Linked DNA regions of Arabidopsis thaliana: region 1 is linked to region 2. Evidence: chromatin contacts called from public capture Hi-C data. All regions are on one chromosome and are shown on one strand. The core of a region is the stretch at or near the end of the contact, and the rest is flanking DNA. Distances in the headings are between cores, read along the strand shown.

Region 1 (6,872 bases), core at 2,805-5,304, 35 kb before region 2:
AAGCTGCGGTCGAGCTCAGCCCGGCCGATCTCAAGCATGGCGGAGACCTGGTCCCCAGCGGAGGCAGCCTTGTCGAAGTAGTCTTGAACGGCGTCAAGGATCTCCTTCAAATTCTTGTGCCTTACCACCAATTTGGTCTTGTAGCAGTCGGAAGAAGTGGTAACATGGTCAGAGTGCTCTTTGCCATTTGGGTCTTGATGTGGTTGTTTCACAGGCTCTTCTTCAATACCGGATCTGGAAACGTGAGTTTCGACCTCCCCATCTCCGTCGGACGAAGAGGTGGCAGTGAAACGGTCGTGGTCGTCGCCCCACTCGCTGCAGTGAACTTCCTCGGCGGCATCTCTCCGTGAGTGGCAGTAATCGTGGTCGGATCTTTCAGTTTCGGCGTCGTAGTCGGAAGGAGGACGGTGCTTGTGGTTCTGGCGAGCTTTGCGTTCGAAGTACTCGGAGTCGGGGGGAGAGGGAGGGTAGAAATTCTCCCAGTTCCAGACAGAGGAAGCTTGAGATGGAGAGCGAGAGTAAGTAGAGTTCTGGTGAGCAGTGGGATAGAAACTGGTGGCAGGAGAGGAAGAAGGAGAGGAGTCGGAGAGAATGTGTGGAAGCCTCCTAGGCCTAGTAGGCTTAGGCTTGCTGCGGATGGGCGGAGGAGGGGGTTCTGGGGAATGGGAAGAAGGGACACGTGGCGCGTCCTGACTGGAGGAAGGGCGGAGAAAAACAGCGGGAGTATTCTCGGAGACGGAGAGGGGCTCGCCGGCGGCGAAGGAGGAGAGGGCAGAGCCAGTGAGACGAAGGGAGCGGCAGTAGTCAGAGTGAGCGGCGGCGAGATGGTGACGAGCGTAGACGGCGTCCTTCATAAGACGGCGCCGCTCCTTGCAGCGACGGACAGCATCCTCACTGTCGAGCTTGGAGGCCGTGCATCCCATGGCCAACAACACACTCTCTCTCTCTCTCTCTCAGTCTGTTTTTTTGAAAAAAATTTCCTTTTTTCAAAAACTTTTTTGTCTTTTCATAAAGATAATTTTTTCACCACCGAAAGAAGAAGAAAAACAACCTTCAGAGTTCAGATTTCAGAGCGTTTCTTGACCGAGGTGAGGTTTCTTTGTTTTGCACAATTATTAGAAAATACAACCAAAAATAAAACAAGGGGAGGCCCGGCCCACATATCTCGACCATGAGCCTAAACTAAATCAAAAGCACAGATAACGCAGACAAGTTCGTGTTTCCTTCGTTTTCTGCTCAGCACCCAGAGAAAGGCCTTTCTAACTTTGTGCAATCAATCATCATTCCTTACAAATTAGGTAAACCAAGCACTATCAGATTCTACCCACCACCAGGGGTTTTCCTCCAACTGTATTAACTAACGTACCAGTTGCAAGTTCCGGGGATTCAATGCAATACAAACCCTCCTCCTTTTCAAGGTGATGACGCTGATGAGCTCATTCTTTCACCGCCCCCTTCTCTTGTGAAACCGAAATCACCAAATATTCCCTGCATTTTTTTAATCAAAAAAACATTCCAGAATCTAAAAAGTACAATGACTTGTAGAGACTCATGTACGTACCATTGCATCATTGACAGCATATGTGACACAGTAATGTTCCTGTTGAATATAAACGGTTAAATAATGCTCAACTACCTACACACTAGAACAAGATCTGACGCATGCATCATCAAAAATATATAATGGATACCGTTGATATTCAACACCAATCATCTTTTGGTCTTTTTATGCTTTCCCATACATACATAGAGGTGCAACATCTAGTTAATGAGGTATAGACAGACTTGCCTGCATCATGTGCCACTCTTCAAATTCGTCAAACAACTCCAATCGCTCGATCCTAGAAACACGACATTCTCATTTAAGATATATTCCAAGAGAAGTAGGCTTTCTAATGAAAGCTCATGAATTGAAGAAACAAGAGAGCCAAAACAGGATAGTGAGAGAGAGAGTGAGAGAGAAGAAAAAACAAAAAACAGGATATATATAGTAAGACTGTAAGAGGTTCATCTAAAAAACATTGGAAAGCTCAAAAGTCACGGGCAACAGCATTTTTTAGATATTTCTTGACAGAGTTCAGCCAGATACTAGGTATGAATAACATAACGCCCTTACACAGTTTTAACAAAACGTACAGTACTGACCTGCGTTTTTCTTGAGTATCAACAAAACTACCATACACTTTTAGCATGTCCCAGGCAACAGCTCTCTGAAACACCAGAATAAAGAAGAGGGTAAAGAAATGAGAGTCCTTATATCAGAAATTATACATGAAAGTTAGCCCTGCTTTAATCATAATATTCTAACTGCAAAACGAACCTGCCATCCATTATCAAGAAACAATCTCTCCTTTGCAAGTAAAGTTGGTGATGCATCAATGCTTAAGAGTGCACATCCCCGACTCTGAAGAACAGAAACACCGTTAAGCTTTCAGAACAAGTTTAAATGAAGGTAATTGATCAGTACAACATGAACCCATGTGGCAATACTAGAATATTTTAGTGTCATACTAGTATCCATATTTTGACAAAAATCTCAAAAAAGCTTTACTAATGAAGATGTCGCTGTAACTAGAGTAGTAGAGTACACGTTCTTACCTCCAAATTTCTAATCATTTGATGCCCAAATGCATCATCTGGATGGATCTGCAAACAGAAACCCAACGGGTTAGACACATAAGCAATAAGATTCGTATCTGCAATATTATGCAGACAAGGAAAATCACAGTTGAGCTAACCTGCTCATATAAGAAAAATACTGCAGTTGAAAACGTTTTTGACGACCAATTGACGATGGCACGGCTTGAATCGGGGTCCAGATAAATCAAAACACATTCTGCAATAATAAACGTCGGCAGACTGATAATGATATTAGGGATCAAGTAGGTCTATCACCAGTAAGTATCTGTTACCATATATCTTAAACCCGGGTAGAAGAAGAGGGTTGAAGGTTCAAGATAACAGTGTGTAAAATAAATAAAAATTATTCATGGATACCTTAGATCCATATCTGCAAAGGATATAACATCTCTTAATTTTGGTATATCGCGCAGGTCAACTGGAAGTAACTTGTAATGATCACTGAGAACTTGTCCTTCGTCTGTAGAGATAAACAGCCCAACGAGTTAAGAGTAAGCAACTGAAACTAGACGCTAACGGTACAAAGTAAAAGGGGGTGGTTGAGTTAGTAGCTAGTAGAAGCGGAATGAAGAAAAATATGAGTGCACAAGCTGAAATGCATCATAATGAAAAGGATCATTCTACATAATAATACATGGGGGGAAAAAAGGCTCTTACCAATAGAAATAGATGCATTGGCTCCTAGTTTGTCCCTGAGTTGGCTGGAGTTTTGTATAACAGCAGCCTTCTTGCTAGTCACCTAACGTAAGAAGCAAATCCATTTAGGCATTAGACTCAAAACACATGATGGATACTTTTGTCAGCACGCTCATCCAGTAGTACCTCCTTAAAATCAAGTTCCACATAGAGATTGGGCCCATTCCCCTCATCCTACAAAATGAGAAGAGAAGAAGCGAGAGATCCCTGGAATAAGCCGAAGAATGGTGAATTTGGTAAAAGCTAACAAAAAGGAGAAGAAAAAGAAGACGCACCAGCAACTGAAAATAGGTAGTATCAAAGCCAGCTCCGAGAGACAGTATCTGTTTCTTAGAACTTGTCCCGCTTAGAAGAAACTGAGACATAAGCTTTCGGAAGGCAGCCCAACGGGAAAAGTAACCTCGATTAATGATGGGAGATCTTCGAACAGGTCTTTTCACAAAGAGATGAACATAGTCGTCTTTCATATATCCCTTTTTGACACAAGACCTTTAAAAATATTATCTAGGCTCAAAGATCCACAACAACAACAAAAAAAAAAGAAGAGCCCTAATTAAAGAAGAGAGAAAGAGGTAGGCGTACAATTTACTGGCGGATGCATCGTCGTTAGTAGCCTGAACCGCCGCTCTGTTGCTGCGAGATTCCGCCATCGTCGTCGCTCTCTCAGCCAAAATGAAGGAAGAAGAATATTCAATAGTCTCTCTCTTCCCCGGGATTGTTTGGGCTCACCAGACGCGGTTTCTAATATTTCTCTTAGTAGGCCTTGGCCCAGAAACTACGAAATTTGAGCCCAATTATTAAACAAGATTCTAGAAGAATTCGGTCGGTCACATAAAAAAAACAGTAATATAAAAACGGAAGAAGGAAGGAGCAGAGAGAAGAAGTTTGGGATTTTATTCGTTATTAGTGTGGTAAGAAAGAAAACCCTAAACCACCGGAAATCGATTTGTTTGGAAGATGGATATCGAGCAGAAGCAAGCCGAGATCATTGATCAGCTCGTGAAGCGAGCTTCTACTTGCAAATCCGAGGCTCTGGGCCCGCTCATCATCGAAGCCACATCGCATCCTTCTCTCTTCGCCTTCTCCGAGATTTTGGCTCTACCCAATGTTGCCCAGGTACTACTACTTTATGCTTTTCACGATCTAGGGTTTTACATGCTTTTGTTCTTCGCTGATCATAACAACTTGATAGATACTAGTAGCTGATTAATCGTAATTGTGCAGCTTGAAGGAACCACAGATTCTGTGTACCTGGATCTACTACGCTTGTTTGCCCATGGCACCTGGGGAGACTACAAATGTATGACCCCTTTGTCATATGCTATTTCAATTCGTTTTCCCTTTTGTCATATTCTCTCCTCTTGACTTGCTTTCATCGAAACACTAGGCAATGCCACCCGTCTTCCGCACTTGTCCCCTGACCAAATTCTTAAGCTTAAGCAGCTCACTGTCCTCACCCTTGCTGAGTCTAACAAGGTATATTTGTCTTAGGTTCATGATTTGCTCCTGCTATCTACTCTGTTCCATTATCTTTTTCCCCTGCTGTTTGCCTAACTGAATGTCTCTCTCACTCTGCTTGTTATAGGTATTGCCCTATGATACACTAATGGTCGAGTTAGATGTTTCCAATGTTCGCGAACTCGAGGACTTTCTTATCAATGAATGCATGTATGCGGTGAGTACTCTTTAGCAGTCTTCTAATCTCTATTTGACAACTAACTGTGACAACGCATGGTGCTCATTTTTTTTCTTTTACACTTTGCAGGGTATAGTTAGGGGAAAACTGGATCAGTTAAAAAGATGTTTTGAGGTGTGTTTTGGTTTGGGCCTCCTTTTCCTATTTTAACCATTGTGCTTTGTTTCTAAACGTACGAGCCCCCCCTTCTAAACATCATATATCTCTTGCAACCATGCAGGTTCCGTTTGCAGCTGGTAGGGATCTAAGGCCAGGTCAACTAGGGAATATGTTACACACATTGTCCAACTGGTAGTTTTCTTCTTCCCTTAGATCCAGGATTTTTTGCCTTCTATATCTAATTATAAGAACTTGTACGTGATGTTAGAATACATGGCTAATGACGTCCTACTCTTTTATGTGTTGGCCCAAATTGATGTCTAGGTTGAACACGTCAGAGAATCTGCTCATTTCAATTCAAGACAAGATCAAATGGGCGGACAATATGAGTGAGATGGACAAAAAACATCGTAAGGAAGCAGAAGAAGGGGTGGAAGAAGTGAAGAAGTCTCTGTCCATGAAGGTCAGTCGCGCTTGGAGTCCTATTGGCTTCACTTTTCCCTACTAAGTATATTATGTAACTAATATTGGTTACATTCTTTCTTGGTTACTGTCTTGTGACCATGAGTTAGAGTCCAGTCAGCTATTCTGTCTTATATTTCTTCAGAGAATTGTAGTGGGTTTCTTCTTATTAATAGCTTAGGTCTATGTAAGCGGGGATGGGAGAGACTTGATAAAAAAATCTTTCTAGGTCTTTGAGCTTTCCAAGTCCAGTCCTATCATAGATTAAAAAGTTATGTTTCTTAATAACAAACGAATCGATCAGCCAACTGTGGCGGGCTTTTTTAACCGTTCTTTCGTGGAACAAGAAATCTTACATGTTGGATGTAAACATATATTATGAAGTTTTCTTTAATTAAAAACAAACAAGGAACGCAATCACAACGGCTGTTAGTGAAGTGTTAAAGTCATTAGAGGACATGAATTGTTTGGAATGGTAGTACTTGGTTATTGTCTGATTGTTAAATGAAATGAAACAAGGTTCGTTTGGTTTTTTGTGTCTGAAATATGATTGGGAAGGGTGGTGGTCGATATAGTCTTACTTACGTTGTGGGCAGGGGGATGTTGACATCAGAGGGAATAAGGAGATGTTTGGGGAACCAAGTGGAGTGATGGACTACGAAGAAGATGGGATCCGACCAAAGAGGTAACGAATATTAGATATGAGTGAGATGATAAGTACAAAGGAGATGATATAACATACACACATTCAACTTTGGAACGCAGGAGGAGGCATCCTGTAACAAGGTAGAGGAGCAAGAGAGAGCAAATGGTCAGTGCGGATTGACATTCCATTTACCGAGAGTAGATTATGATTATTTGGTTGCGGATTTTCAACTTGTATAAGATCCTCTGTTCTCTCTCACAATAACCCCTTGTTATGTTTGATTTCCCTCATTAGCAAATTTGGTGTCTCTCTGCCCATTAAAAGAAAAATGGCTTTGAATTTAGTATTCAGTAATCAATAGTCTTGACACTTGAGCAAAGCTAGGCGCTTGGATCATATGGAATGATACAGATATTCTCAGTGTTCCGTCTTTTGACCACTAGCCAGCGCCTTGGCCCCTCACATGTTGAAACCTGCTTAGTCTGCGACAGCTGCCTCTTAGGCGGGCATGAAAGTGTTGTTTATTACGTCATCGACTAGATCCCACCATCGGAATTCTGACCGAAACATGTTCCTGAGAACGTTATACAAAGTACTAGTAGTCTAGTACTATATGATGACAATCCCTGCCGA
Region 2 (6,864 bases), core at 2,312-4,811:
AACATGGACATGGTAAGGGCAAAACCGTCAAAAAGCAAAAAACCGCCCAGGTTTTCCAATGCAAAGCTTGCAAGAAGGTGTTCACGTCGCATCAGGCATTGGGTGGACACAGGGCAAGCCACAAGAAAGTGAAGGGTTGTTTTGCCTCTCAAGATAAAGAAGAGGAAGAGGAAGAGGAATACAAAGAAGACGACGACGACAACGACGAGGACGAAGATGAGGAGGAGGATGAGGAAGACAAATCAACGGCTCATATCGCAAGAAAGAGATCCAACGCTCACGAATGCACCATCTGCCATCGCGTCTTCTCTTCGGGACAGGCCTTAGGAGGCCACAAGCGATGCCATTGGCTAACACCTTCCAATTATCTTCGTATGACGTCGCTCCACGATCATCATCATTCCGTCGGCAGACCGCAGCCGTTAGATCAACCATCTCTCGATCTCAACTTAGCTTGCCAAGAATATTCCGTCGATCCAACGGCCATGAGCGTAGGGATGATCGAGAGAGATGGTGGTGGCAATAATCACAACGCTACTTCATCTTCGTGGTTAAAACTCGCAAGTGGTGATTGGTCTTGACGACTGACTAATTTAATTAAGTTGCTAATTATATTCTTTTAACTTTCATTCGTTTATATTCTTTACATATATACAATTAAGTGCATGAGTTTATATATAGAGTTTATGGATTTATATGAATTACACTTGGCGTCTTCTGCAGATTTAGAGAGCCATAAGGAGTTCTAGTCCAATATATACAAAGATATAAGTAAGAAATTAAGTTTCACAACTAGTTAATATACAAGATAGATAATTGTATCATTTTTTATTATTATATACGTTGAGAATAAAGTAAGATAACCAAGGGCTCCTTGCTCATATAAGCGCAAATGTTTTAATTTCATGTTTGTAATCTTACAGAGTGATATAATTTACTTGTTAAGCCATCAAGAAGGAGATATAATTTTGAAGTTTTCCAGAAAAGAAATTGTAAATTCGAAATTAAGAAATCACAAAGAAGAAAAATATCAAATAAATAAACGAATATCACGTATCAAATAACTCTCGTGATATGCCCATATATATTTTAATCATGTTAATAATCAAAAGGCTCTTACTACACTGAAAACACATGAACATGAGTCAACGCCTCAACGGAATTGATAATTTTGGTGGTTCTTAATTAAGCACCGATTGCAAGGAAAGGGTCATTTCTCTCAATACGATTACAAGAAAAGAGTCATTTTTATCTCGCATATATGTTATTAATGAGTGGTTGCCATTACAAGTTATGAACTTTTGACTTTAGGAAGCCCACCAACCATCAGCTGAAAACTAGGATTAGCGGGGGGAATTTGATTAATGTCAACTGATATCCTCCAATTTCTCTTTGAGAAAAGCTCAAGCAAAGTATATGACTCTTTGGGCCACTCAAAAGATCTTTAATCAATTAACTTGAGGACATGTACTTTAACAACAATTGACACATATAGACACGTACAAGAGTTGCACGCTATTGATACAAGGAAATTTTGGTCTAGTATGAGGTAATAACGTCTCAACGAGATAAGGTTAAAATTATTTAGACATGCTTGGGAAAATATTTTTGTTAGTAGAAATTTGTAGAGTAATGAAATTTAGATTCTTATATTGAAATTTCATCCAAATAAATGACAAGAGGTGAGTCAACACCAAAAGGGCGTGTGAGTATGAGAGTCAAAGATAGCACTAACTATACGATGCGGGAAGTCAGCAGTTTAGTCACACGTGTCAACCTATGATTTAAGGAGAGTTGGTGTATTTGTCACAGAATCATTAAAATTTGGTAAAGTTAGAAATAGAGGGGCCAGTGCTAGTGTTGTTTAGTCGTTACAACAAAACCTCAACGGTTTTTGTTTGCAACTTTACCAAAATGAATACCCTCATCCACAAACTCTTTTCTAATCAACAAAGTATTGAAATTTTCAGTTACATACTAGTATTTACTATTTACATACTAGTATTTTTGGGCTAGTAGAAGAGTGTATTTGAAAAATTAGAGGAGAAAAAAAGTCAGCGTGGAGGAATAAAGGTGTGAGATCGCATGTTACATGTTTGATCAACGGCTCTTCACTTCATCATTCAATACTCTTTTTTTTTTCTTTTTTTTTGGCTCAATCTGTCAATAAAATAAGAAAAACATAACTGATAATTATATATATTTAGAGGCTTATTTGTATTTATGTTTACACAACAGACAGGTCTTTTATTTAGCCGTTTCTGATATTAAAAAAGAAAGTAAACTGCTTTCGTTGATATTCTTAAGTATCCCATTAATTCTTTTCCTTAAAAAGAAAACATTAACTTGTTGTTGGGACTTCGTATATTAGCTTAAGTGTTGGTGGAAGAGTGCTTGTAACCTACTCCGACTTCTTCTTCTTCTTCTTCTTATATTCTCCCTCTCTCTCTCTCTCCTTTTTCTTCTATTTCTGCTCTGTTTTGGTAAATTGAGGAAATGGAAGAGAGGCATAAGTGCAAGTTATGTTGGAAGAGCTTCGCTAATGGAAGGGCTTTGGGAGGTCACATGAGGTCTCACATGCTCATTCACCCTCTCCCCAGTCAGCCCGAGTCATATTCGTCTTCCATGGCTGATCCAGGGTTTGTTCTTCAGGACAGAGAGAGTGAAACCGAGTCGTCCAAGAAGCCCTCCCGCAAACGATCCAGACTTAACCGGAGATCCATCTCATCATTACGTCATCAACAATCCAACGAAGAAGGGAAAAGTGAAACCGCAAGAGCAGCAGATATCAAGATCGGGGTTCAAGAACTCAGTGAGTCGTGTACGGAGCAGGAACCGATGAGTTCGGTGTCGGACGCTGCAACAACGGAAGAAGACGTGGCCTTGAGTCTCATGTTGCTGTCGAGAGACAAGTGGGAGAAGGAGGAAGAGGAAAGTGATGAAGAGAGATGGAAGAAGAAGAGGAATAAGTGGTTCGAGTGCGAGACTTGCGAGAAAGTGTTTAAGTCGTATCAGGCGTTAGGGGGACACAGAGCAAGCCACAAGAAGAAGATAGCAGAAACAGATCAATTAGGCTCAGATGAGTTGAAGAAGAAGAAGAAGAAGAGTACTAGTAGTCACCATGAATGTCCAATCTGTGCCAAAGTCTTCACATCTGGTCAAGCTCTCGGAGGTCACAAAAGATCTCACGCTTCCGCTAATAATGAATTCACGAGAAGATCAGGAATAATAATTAGCTTGATAGATCTAAATCTCCCAGCGCCATCGGAGGAGGAAGAGATGGCCTCGTCGGTTTTTTAATGCTTGATCAGATTGGTCAAACTATAGTAATTACCACCTTTGATTCCAAGTAATGTAGTAAAATTCTCCAAGTGTACGTATTGAGGACAAATTTTGATGTGGTCAAAGAACACAAGTGAGTTAGGTAATGAGGGAAATCATGTGATAGTAGTCGATTTGTGTGGGAAAATGGTAAAGCATGAAAGCGTGATCGAGTGACGTGGTTTGTTGTTGCTCAAGTCGTGTGTTTCGTTATGCCAATGAAATAAAAAAAGAATACCCAAAATTACTTATATACTCTTAAAGAGGGAATTTTGCCGACTAAGAGACAGAGAGACCACCGTAACTTTTGGACAACAAAAAAGCTCTAACGAGTCACGCCTTTAGATTGCACTTTCTTCTTCTTCTTTAAAAAAAGGAAAGAAAACAAAGGTGTAATTGCAGTGGAGTTGTTCCCCAAGTCACAGAGAGAAATCACAGGCAATTTTGGTTATCCCTTAACCGGTCCATCCATATCTGAACCGTCCCGGTACAAAGATCCGTTGGTTTCTGGTTTTGAGATGTCGAATCCCAGACAGAGGAAAGGAGAAGCAATGATGAATCCGACGATTTCGTGGAGGTTCGCGTCTTCGACCTCTCTTCTCTCCATTCCTCGAACACCAAAAAGTGCCTTTATCTTCGCCATGACCTTCTCTTCTTCTTCTTCTTCTTCTTCTTCTTCTTCTTCTGTGGAAAACCCTAACAAGGACGATTCCTCCTCTTCGCTTGAATTGGTCCTCAAGTACCACAACCAGACGAAGCACTCCTTGAACGGTTACGCGAGAGGTCCTCGTGGTCTCGACTGGGCCAATCAGCCTAATCCCTTCCGCCGGTACCTCTCTGCTCCTCTTCTTCCTCTCCAACACCCCAATCACGACATCGACGACGACTCCGACTCTCCTCTCTACTCTACTCTATTCGACTCGCTTCCTCCGCCCAAACCCATCTCTCTTCCTACAATCTCTCACCTTTTCTACCATTCTCTCGCTCTCTCCGCCTGGAAGACCACCGGATCCTCCACGTGGCCCCTCCGCGTCAACCCCAGCAGCGGTAACTTGCATCCCACCGAGGCCTATCTCATTGCTCCTCCCATCCCTTCCCTCTCCCAATCCGCTTTCGTCTCCCACTATGCTCCCAAAGAGCATTCTTTGGAGGTTAGAGCTCACATCCCCTCTTCCTTTTTCCCCAACTTCTTCCCGGAGAATTCTTTTCTCATCGGAATTTCTTCAATTTTCTGGCGTGAAGCTTGGAAGTACGGAGAACGAGCGTTTCGTTACTGTAACCACGACGTCGGCCACGCCATTGCCGCTCTCTCCATTGCAGCCGCAGACCTAGGCTGGGACTTGAAGCTTCTCGACGCTTTCGGAGCTGATGATCTCAAGAGGCTTATGGGTCTCCCCGAATTTCAGTTACCTGAAGGTAAAGGTAAAGCTGAGCTCCCTGAGATTGAATTCGAGCATCCTGACTGCTTACTCCTTGTTTTCCCCAACGGAACTAGTAGAGAACATCTCAACTTAGACTACCTCGCAATTAGCTCTGCCCTTAGAGACTTCCCAAGCCTAGAATGGACTGGAAACCCCAATACTCTGAGCAAAGAGCATTTGTGTTGGGATATCATCTACAGGACAGCCAAGGCTGTAGAAAAGCCTCCATTGATCTACTCCACCTCTTCTTCTTCAATTGATGTTGCTTCCTTCACAAGCAGTCGTGCTCTGTTTAGCCACAGTTCATATAATAAGTTAACGGTGAGGCAAGTTGTAAGGACGAGAAGAAGTGCTGTTGATATGGACGCTGTTACTTGTATAGACATGTCTTCGTTTTACCAGATGCTGATGCACTGTCTTCCTTCCACAGGCGAGTCCCAAAAAGAGCAACTTGCGCTGCCGTTTCGAGCTCTTCCTTGGGATACTGCTGAGGTTCATCTTGCCTTGTTTGTTCACAGAGTTTCGGGTTTGCCTAAGGGACTGTATCTCCTAGTCAGAAACGAGGATCATCTCAGTGATCTCAAGACAGCTACGAGGCCTGAATTTGAGTGGACTAAACCAGATGGATGTCCGGACAATCTTCCTCTGTACAAGCTCGCCGAGGGTGATTGCCAGAGGCTGGCAAAAGGGCTATCATGTCATCAGGTACAGAGTCGGATAGAGTTGTAATTAACAATATATTTCACTTGGTTACTGAATCATTGTGGTTGATGGATGCAGGACATTGCAGGGGATGGATGCTTCAGCTTAGGCATGATAGCTCGGTTTGAACCAGCACTGCGGGAGAAGGGCTCATGGATGTACCCTCGACTGTTCTGGGAGACGGGTGTTGTTGGACAAGTTTTGTACCTGGAAGCACACGCAATGGGGATCTCAGCAACCGGGATTGGGTGCTATTTCGATGATCCAGTGCACGAGGTTCTGGGGATTAATGACTCTAGCTTTCAGAGTCTGTACCATTTCACTGTGGGAGGTCCAGTTGTAGACAAGCGGATCATGACTCTTCCTGCTTATCCTGGTCCCACCACCACCGTTGCCTAGATCATACATACATACCCGTTAATCTGTGTTGAATCCGTAAACAGCCTTCATTTTGTGGTCTGTTAAGTGGTTGATGGTAAATATATAATCGAATTTTATATTCGTTGTTTTTTTATTGGGAAATGGATTTTCTTTGTTTGGTGACATTGCTCTAAAACGATTTTTTAATGAGCTTCCGCTCTATCATATTTGCGTTTTGTTGTCCAAAAAGTCTCGAGGGTTAAAATCTTTTGCCAACTTAACGATTGCTATATAACTCGAAACTTAAAATTAACTTACATCAGAAGAATCAATAATAGCCAAAAGTTTATAAATAAATAAAGCAAATTAGAAGCTATCATCTTCACTTTTTCCATTAAGTCGACGTAGAGACTAATATATAGAGTTAAATTGTGACACAAAAGTATATAGAGTATGAACCAAATGACCCATATGAAGAAAAAAAATAAGGGAAAGGCGACGGTTTGGGGTCAAGGAGAAGCAAGAACAAAAAATAAGTCTTCACCATAACGTTTCTACTAACCTGATCCCAAGTCTTGTCTCTGGACAAGGTTTACTTATCCACTCTTCTTTCAATTGCAAAATTATTAGCCTTTTTTTTTACTTCTCCTAAATACATTTTTGAGACTCAAGCTGTGTCAAATTCACCAGTATTGTGGTTTGAAGGGCTGAGCAGGAGCCCCTTGTATGTCTTTTTCCGACAGCAATTTCAGCTTCTGCGACAACATTTAAAACACAGTTGGATTAAGAATTTAAATCAGTCACCAGTCTTTGAGGTTCCATGGTATTTTTTTTTGTATTTAGCAATCAGCAACTCTTAAAAGGGATATGTTGTGTTACCGTGATGTACTGTGGGGGATCATCGAAACTAGTGGAGCCTAGTACCACTTCTCTCCTCAAACTGCTTGTCAACTTGTGGCAAACTCGGAGCTGTCAAAAAGTTATGCCAATGTTGACACAAGCTTTGACAAAAAGAAACATATATAGCATTCATTTAAGGTCGGATTTGTTTGAATGTATA

The links. Capture Hi-C pulls out chosen DNA fragments and counts their contacts.
Region 1: a contact with region 2 is called in a capture Hi-C map of seedling, with 2.2 times the contacts expected there. The contact joins the promoter of FUS5 here to the promoter of AT1G02020 in region 2. A contact is called at or near these places in 8 of 26 Hi-C or Micro-C datasets (leaf, root, rosette leaf and 2 more), 1 of 2 datasets of contacts at active chromatin or transcription factors (shoot) and 1 of 3 other capture datasets (seedling).

What each region holds. Positions count from the first base shown.
Region 1 is chr1:386,990-393,861 of TAIR10.1, reverse strand. FUS5 (Proteasome component (PCI) domain protein) reads left to right here and starts at 4,054. Exons shown (of 9, transcript NM_100089.3): 1 at 4,054-4,452; 2 at 4,561-4,636; 3 at 4,724-4,812; 4 at 4,922-5,011; 5 at 5,102-5,146; 6 at 5,253-5,323; 7 at 5,456-5,594; 8 at 6,190-6,278; 9 at 6,359-6,585. The coding sequence starts at 4,294. The coding sequence ends at 6,383. It overlaps SBI1 (Leucine carboxyl methyltransferase), which reads right to left and starts at 4,050. Exons shown (of 12, transcript NM_100090.4): 1 at 3,919-4,050; 2 at 3,612-3,825; 3 at 3,463-3,510; 4 at 3,298-3,379; 5 at 2,998-3,100; 6 at 2,739-2,859; 7 at 2,599-2,646; 8 at 2,321-2,404; 9 at 2,146-2,210; 10 at 1,790-1,841; 11 at 1,562-1,600; 12 at 1,046-1,488. The coding sequence starts at 3,986. The coding sequence ends at 1,414. It overlaps AT1G02110 (bZIP domain class transcription factor (DUF630 and DUF632)), which reads right to left and starts at 1,031. Exons shown (of 4, transcript NM_100091.3): 1 at 1-1,031. The coding sequence starts at 923.
Region 2 is chr1:351,821-358,684 of TAIR10.1, reverse strand. AT1G02020 (nitroreductase family protein) reads left to right here and starts at 3,561. Exons shown (of 2, transcript NM_100082.4): 1 at 3,561-5,447; 2 at 5,523-6,063. The coding sequence starts at 3,840. The coding sequence ends at 5,843. AT1G02030 (C2H2-like zinc finger protein) reads left to right here and starts at 1,427. Exons shown (of 1, transcript NM_100083.2): 1 at 1,427-3,561. The coding sequence starts at 2,497. The coding sequence ends at 3,300. SEC1A (secretory 1A) reads right to left here. Exons shown (of 21, transcript NM_100081.5): 20 at 6,684-6,773; 21 at 6,140-6,559. The coding sequence ends at 6,488. AT1G02040 (C2H2-type zinc finger family protein) reads left to right here. Exons shown (of 1, transcript NM_100084.2): 1 at 1-779. The coding sequence ends at 581.